Regions from separate parts of the Ovis aries genome. Here region 2 is linked to region 1. A link is a contact called in public Hi-C data. All regions are on one chromosome and are shown on one strand. Each heading gives the region's core, a stretch centred on a gene start, on an enhancer-like site or on the middle of the called end of the contact. The rest is flanking DNA. Distances are from core to core; before and after follow the strand shown. Region 1 holds the start of ABCB9 (ATP binding cassette subfamily B member 9). Region 2 overlaps KNTC1 (kinetochore associated 1).

Evidence for each region. Hi-C and Micro-C count contacts between places; a contact is called where the count stands out from the background.
Region 2: a contact with region 1 is called in a Hi-C map of tail adipose tissue, with 4 times the contacts expected there. The contact joins the enhancer-like site here to the promoter of ABCB9 in region 1. A contact is called at or near these places in 5 of 16 Hi-C or Micro-C datasets (hypothalamus, liver, omental adipose tissue and 1 more).

What each region holds. Positions count from the first base shown.
Region 1 is chr17:52,607,418-52,610,236 of ARS-UI_Ramb_v3.0, reverse strand. It overlaps ABCB9 (ATP binding cassette subfamily B member 9), which reads right to left and starts at 1,554. Exons shown (of 12, transcript XM_027956446.2): 1 at 1,460-1,554.
Region 2 is chr17:52,890,066-52,893,209 of ARS-UI_Ramb_v3.0, reverse strand. It overlaps KNTC1 (kinetochore associated 1), which reads left to right. Exons shown (of 61, transcript XM_060401137.1): 61 at 1-1,098. Among named protein-coding and RNA genes, the nearest start is that of HCAR2, 54 kb to the right of the region's middle. Within about 2 kb of position 1,844, at least 19 of the 54 cell types and tissues checked have an H3K27ac peak or open chromatin away from gene starts, as enhancers often do. A contact at or near this core is called in hypothalamus and tail adipose tissue, where this site is marked.

The sequences.
Region 1 (2,819 bases), core at 305-2,804:
GGGCAGGCTGTGCCCAGGGCCTGATGTGCCCAGGAAGACAGGTCAACTTGCTTTGACCCTAAAAGCTAAGGAATGGCATAGGATTAGCAAATGACCCCACCCTCACTGACAGTCCTGTCAAAGGCTTTTTCTTCCGGTAGAAGAAATGGTGGTTGGGGCATCGCCAGCTGTCAGATGCACAAAAGGAAAGTCTGAAACAGCCAGGAGACAATAAATAGCAATTATTATTACAAGGGTGACAGCTACTGTTTACGTTTAAGGAGTATTGCTAAGTGTTTGACAATGTGCTAAGTGCCTGGCACCTCCCTTTCTGATTATTCACTGCTACTCAGAGAGGGTCTCTCAGTTATCATTCCCATTTTACAGGTAGGCAAACAAAGGCTTGGGGAAGTCAAATGACCCGCAGAGAACAGGTGAAATCCACACTTCACTCTCTGGGACCCATGAGCTACGCAGGGCTCCCAAGAAAGCGTCATGAAGGACCTGGAGGGGCCCACCCAGTTCAGTTCAACTTCTGGGGTGAACTTTTCACCCCCAGTGGTATTGTCCAGCTGACTGGGGCCGGTGCTGTGGGACGGTGTCACTGTGGGGTCTCTGGATGCAGGGCCAGGACTTCTTCCTCCCTGACTCCCACTTTTGCTGAGCTCCCTAGCCCACGCTGGGCCTTCTGCGAGTTGTTTCAGATGACTCTCAGCGGTAGGTGAAGCGAACTGGGGAGCTACAGTGGCCTTCCTGCCAGCCTCCTTTTGTCACCTGGCACCTGCCCGCCTGAAGCAAGGGAATGGAGGCCAGCCAGTCTCCAGGGGGCGGGGCAGTGGGCGGGGAATCCTGTCAGACCAGCTGAAAGCTATTTTAATTAACCTCAGGTCTGGGGAGGGGCACCCTGCTTTAACAGAGGCTTAGAAACAAGGCAGAGACCCTTGGGAACCCACAGGCTTAACTGCCAGGATGGAGGCAGAGAAGGCTCAACCCAATGGCCAGCCAGGGTGAGTCGGGGGAAGGGGTTCGCCAAGGTCGGCAGGCCCAGGCCTGCCCCCAGGTTTCTGATATATCCAGGCTCTTAGGATCTATGAGCACGGCCGCTGGAGGGTGCGGGGAGCCCTCGTTAGAGCTGCCAGTCAGATCCTTGGGGAACAGTCATCCCAGGATCCACCCTCAAAAGGCACCCCCACCATTTTCCAAGAGGTGGCGGCACCTGAAAGGTTAAAAAAAAAAAAATGCAATCTCCTTGCGGTGTGGAAAGGATGCTGCAGGGATGGGGGGCTGGGACCTGCGACTGCGGGCGCTGGGGTCCCAAGGCGGGGGCCAGGAAGGCTCCCAGGAGGCTCCCACTTTCTACCGAGATGCCTTTACTCCACCCCCGGGACAGGGAGAGCCAAGTGGCCCCCCAGCCTGTGCCGGCATAGCACCTCGACCTGAGAAAGATCTGGGTCGGGGGCCCAGGGCGCTGCACTCTTACCTGTTCCCTTACCTGGCACCAGGTGGGCCGTGGGGAGGGAGAGCAGCGGGCTGGGGTCCTCAGGGGCGCCGGTTCCTCGCGGCTCATTGGAGACTGAGCCCGGCGCTGCGCTCGCTCCGCCCCTCCCTTCCCCCGCCGCTCCTCCCTCCTCCCGCTGCTCCTCCGGGCCTCCCGCCCCGGGCTGCGCCGCAGCAAGGTCGGAGCAAACCCGGCAGGGCCGGCACCCAGGCCCGCTGATGGGCGGGGAGGGGCCTCCCGCTGGGCGGAGCCTCTGTGGGGGCGTGACCAGGACTACCCGCCCGCCCCCACCTGCGGCGAGCCCCGCCCCCATCCTCAAGGCCAAGGCCCTTCAGCTCCGGCTGCACCCCTTAGAGGCCTCAGGCCCATTCTGAGCAGGAGGAAATGGCCACACCTGCTGCGGGGGGCCTGCTCTTTAGTCTGACTTTTGCTCCAGAGGGACAGCCTTGCCAGCCCTGGAGGAAGGAGGTTATGATCCTCATTCATTCAACCAATATTTGGGGAAAGGCACTATGCTCTGTGCCCTCTTTTAAGTGTTAATAGATGCTGTGGAGAACAAAACAAGATCCTTGCCCTTCTGGAGCTGACATTCTAGTGAGAGAGTCAAGCGATACACATAATGAATAAGTAAATTATACTTGTTGGAAGGGAATACATTTCATGGAGAAAAATAGAGCAGAGTGGTGGGAAGTGGGCGAGAGGAGGGAACCTACATGTCCTCCGTGATCGCTGGGGTCTAGGTGCTCGATGCTGGGTGTGAAAAAAGAAAACTCCCATTCTTTGTGGGGTGCGGAAAATCAACAAGTAAATACGGTATGATCATCTCAGGTAGTGCCAGGTTATTACTTATTTCCTGTAAAGTAAATAAAATCCAGTGAGGCAATGGAAAGTGCCATGGGTCAGCTTCCCACTGGGAAGGGCTTCCTGAGGAAGGTGAAAGGGGAGAAAGGAAGCCATGGAAAGATCGGGAGGGGATGTATTCTAGGTGAAAGGAACTGCCAGTGGAAAGGCTCTGAGGTGGGAACCCACCTGGCATTTGAGGAACAGAAGAGGGATTCCATTCATGGGCAGGAGAGTAGTTCAAGCCCAGAGGGGTTGTGGGTGGGGCAGACAAGATATGCCCCTGTCTCTATCCAGCCTTCAGTCAGAGATTGAAAACACCCCCTGAATTTAAAACAGCCTCTGCTCCTCACATGGGACAGCTTCTTTCAAGGGGATCTGGCCAAGTGCAGAATTGTAAATGCACTTTTTTTTTGAGCCAGTAGGAAGTTCTTCTATAGATAGACTTGTGGAGGGAGCGGAAGATACTAGTTTGCAGATAGTTACTGGAAGAGCAAAAGTC
Region 2 (3,144 bases), core at 595-3,094, 280 kb before region 1:
AGCCTTTCAGGTGCTCTCAAGAATCACGACTCCTTGTGGAGTCTTGTTTTTAATACAGGAGCAGGTGACAAACCAAGTTTTATTGTATTTACTTATTTGGCTGCACCTCGAAGCTTGTGGGATCTTAGTTCCCCACCAAGGGACTGAACCCCGGGCCCACGGCAGTGCAAGTACAGAGTCCTAACCACTGGATCACCAAACTAAATTTCAAAGCACATTGATTAATGTTGTGCTGGAGTTTCCATCACTTTTATTTCTTTTTCTTTAATTAGCTAAGACATATATGTCCAGTATAGAAAAACAAAAATCTGCCGGAGAAAACAATAATAATAACAAAAAAACTGAACACTTGAAATCTCAGGAACCAGAGATAAGATCACTGTTAACATGTTCATGTGCATTCTCCCAAATGCTTTTGTGTATAAAAACCGCACATAAATCATTTTTAGTCTTGTTCTGAACTTAAGTATAAGGTAAAATTTTTCATTTTGATCTTGTTTTGGTAGTTTTAGTAAACATAATTAGGTTATTGTGGTTTTTTCTTCCATTGGTCCAGATCAAGCATATTAAAATATTTAGCCTACATTTTGTTAACATCCATTAGTAACTTCCTTTGTTCATTTCCAGTCTATTGTGATCAATGGCGTAAGATTACTTTTTTCAAAAAGGGAGAGTATTGATTCAGGAGGCAAGTTTGTGGCCCTTAGAATGTATCTGTTTTTCTCTGATCATAGTTGTCTAAAATGCAAAATAACCTCATACATAGATTTTTAGCAATATAGTTAAGCCTTTTCTGTAGTTTGTCAAACAATTTTCTGTTTAAAACACTGACACTCATAAAAATGCTTGTGTTTCTTCCCATTTAGATGTTTAATGGATCCTAATAGATCAAAGTTTTTTCAAGAAGAACAAGAAGTTTGGAATCTGTTAATAACTGACACTATTTATTACAGTTTTTAAATTGTGCAATCTGTGTGCAATAGCTATTGTCAAATATTCCCCAAGAAGTAATAACTAAGATGCTTAATAACAGCAGAACTGCCTGATAAACAACTCATGTCCCAAATTAATAAATCTTTTCCTTGCCAGTTACGTGCATAACTTGTAGAGACTCTGTTTTTTTGTACTCTATATGAAGAAAAGTATTTTGTTCTCCCAATAAGTAAAGCAACTGCTTACATCCTTCTCTTCCACCTATGTAAATAAGAATATCAGTTTCTTTTTTTTTTTTAAGTCTTTATTGAATTTGTCACAATATCGTTTCTGTTTTATGTTTTGGTTTCTTGGCCACAAGGCCTGTGGGATCTTAGCTCCCCGACCAGGGATCAAACCTATGTCACCTGCATTCGAAGCTGAAGTCTTAACCACTGGACCGTCAGAGAAGTCCCAGAATATCAGTCTTTTTAACTGATAGTCATTCGAGTAAATATGTCTATAATCTTTGCTGCCGTGTGTATCCATCAGTGGCCAGCCAGATGTACAGAAACCACTCTAGATAGTTGAAGCGGAGAAGGATTGAGTGTCAGGAACTGATTACAAAGGTGTCAAGAGGACTGAAAGGCAAAAGGGAGATGAAGAAGGGGCACTGGAGAAGCCAAAGGGAAGGGGCTATTAGCCTAACATCAGAACCTGCCTTTGGGGACTTCCCTGGCGGTCCAGTGGTGAAGACTCAGTGCTTCCCATGCAGGGGGCTCGGCTTCCATCCTTGGTCTGGGAACTAAGATTCTGCAGCAGCACATAAAGTGGGAAAAAAAAGAGAAGAAGCTGCTTTGGCTCTGAGCCGGGGATGCTGCTGTTCCAGAGACTGAGCCTCCTCCCCCTGGCACTGCTGCCCCTGCAGCCCTTGGTTATCCTCCGCTAGTGCTGCACTGCCAAGCCCCCCCTCCAGTAGGCAAAAAAAAACAGCAGCATTTTGCTTTCAGCAACCTTCTAATTCCCGTGCCTGTGCCAAGAAATGACAGAGCTAAACAGAAGCCATCTGGCAAGGAGCCTGAGAGATGAAGGCTGCAGGCTGTAAGCCCCTGGCAGGACAGGAAGGAAGCTGGCTGGAAGGGCTGCGTGAAGCTGCAAACCTTCCACCCAGCACACAGAAATGTTAATCACACTTCTTTTGGTTCTACTTGTGAATAAACTGGAGCTGATAATACTAGAATTCATTTGCCTTTGTTTGGCTTGTTGAGAAAAATGTTTCTGTATAGGAAAGTCAACGTAATACGATTAAAAACATGGGTTTTGGATAAATAACAAGTCTGGGTTTGACCCCCCTGGTTCCATCACCTACTGTGATTTCCAAAGGTCTTCACGAAACCTTATTCCTACCAGAAACAGATGTCTCCTTTACTGCATCCTCCCAAAAGGTGGGCAGTTTTTCTTTTTAAAACTTTTTGCTAATTTGATCAGTGAAAATAGTGTCTCGGTATTTACGTTTGTATTTCTTTAGCATCTATGTGATTAATCCTTAAGAAAACTGTAATTATAAGGCTGAGCTCACAAGTAGAGCCTGTGATTGTTATTCTTGGGCATAAATGTGCAAGGAACAAAAGGGTCATGTGGTGGCACTAGAACGTAACAAATGGAAATGACCGTTCCGCTTCATCAGCAGTCGCCAACCTTTTTGGAACCAGGGACTGGTTTTGTGGAAGATAGTTTTTCCACAAATGGGGGTTGGGGAGTGGGTGTGGTTTCGGGATGATTCAAGCACATTACATTTATTGTGCGCTTCATTATTATGACATTGTGATGTATAATGAAGTAATTACATAGCTTACTATAATGCAGAATCAGTGGGAGCCCTGAGCTTGTTTTCTTGCGCTCAAGCAGTAATGCGAGCAATAGGGAGTGGCAGTAAATATAGATGAAGCTCCACTTGCTCGCCCGCTGCTCACCTCCTGCTGTGTGGCCTAGTTCTTAACAGGGCACCTGCCGGTACTGGTCCATGGCCCAGGGGGTTGGGAACGCCTGCACTTCCTGGGCTCAAGCTGGGCTAAAAAGGATTTCTTTCTCCATCTTAACACTGGTTTCATTGTTCAGAGTAAAGTTCTGGATGTTAACTAGATTTATTGTGGTGATCACTTCATCAAATATACAAATAATGAGTTATGTACACCTGAAACTATTATTACATGTCAGTTATCCGTCAATACA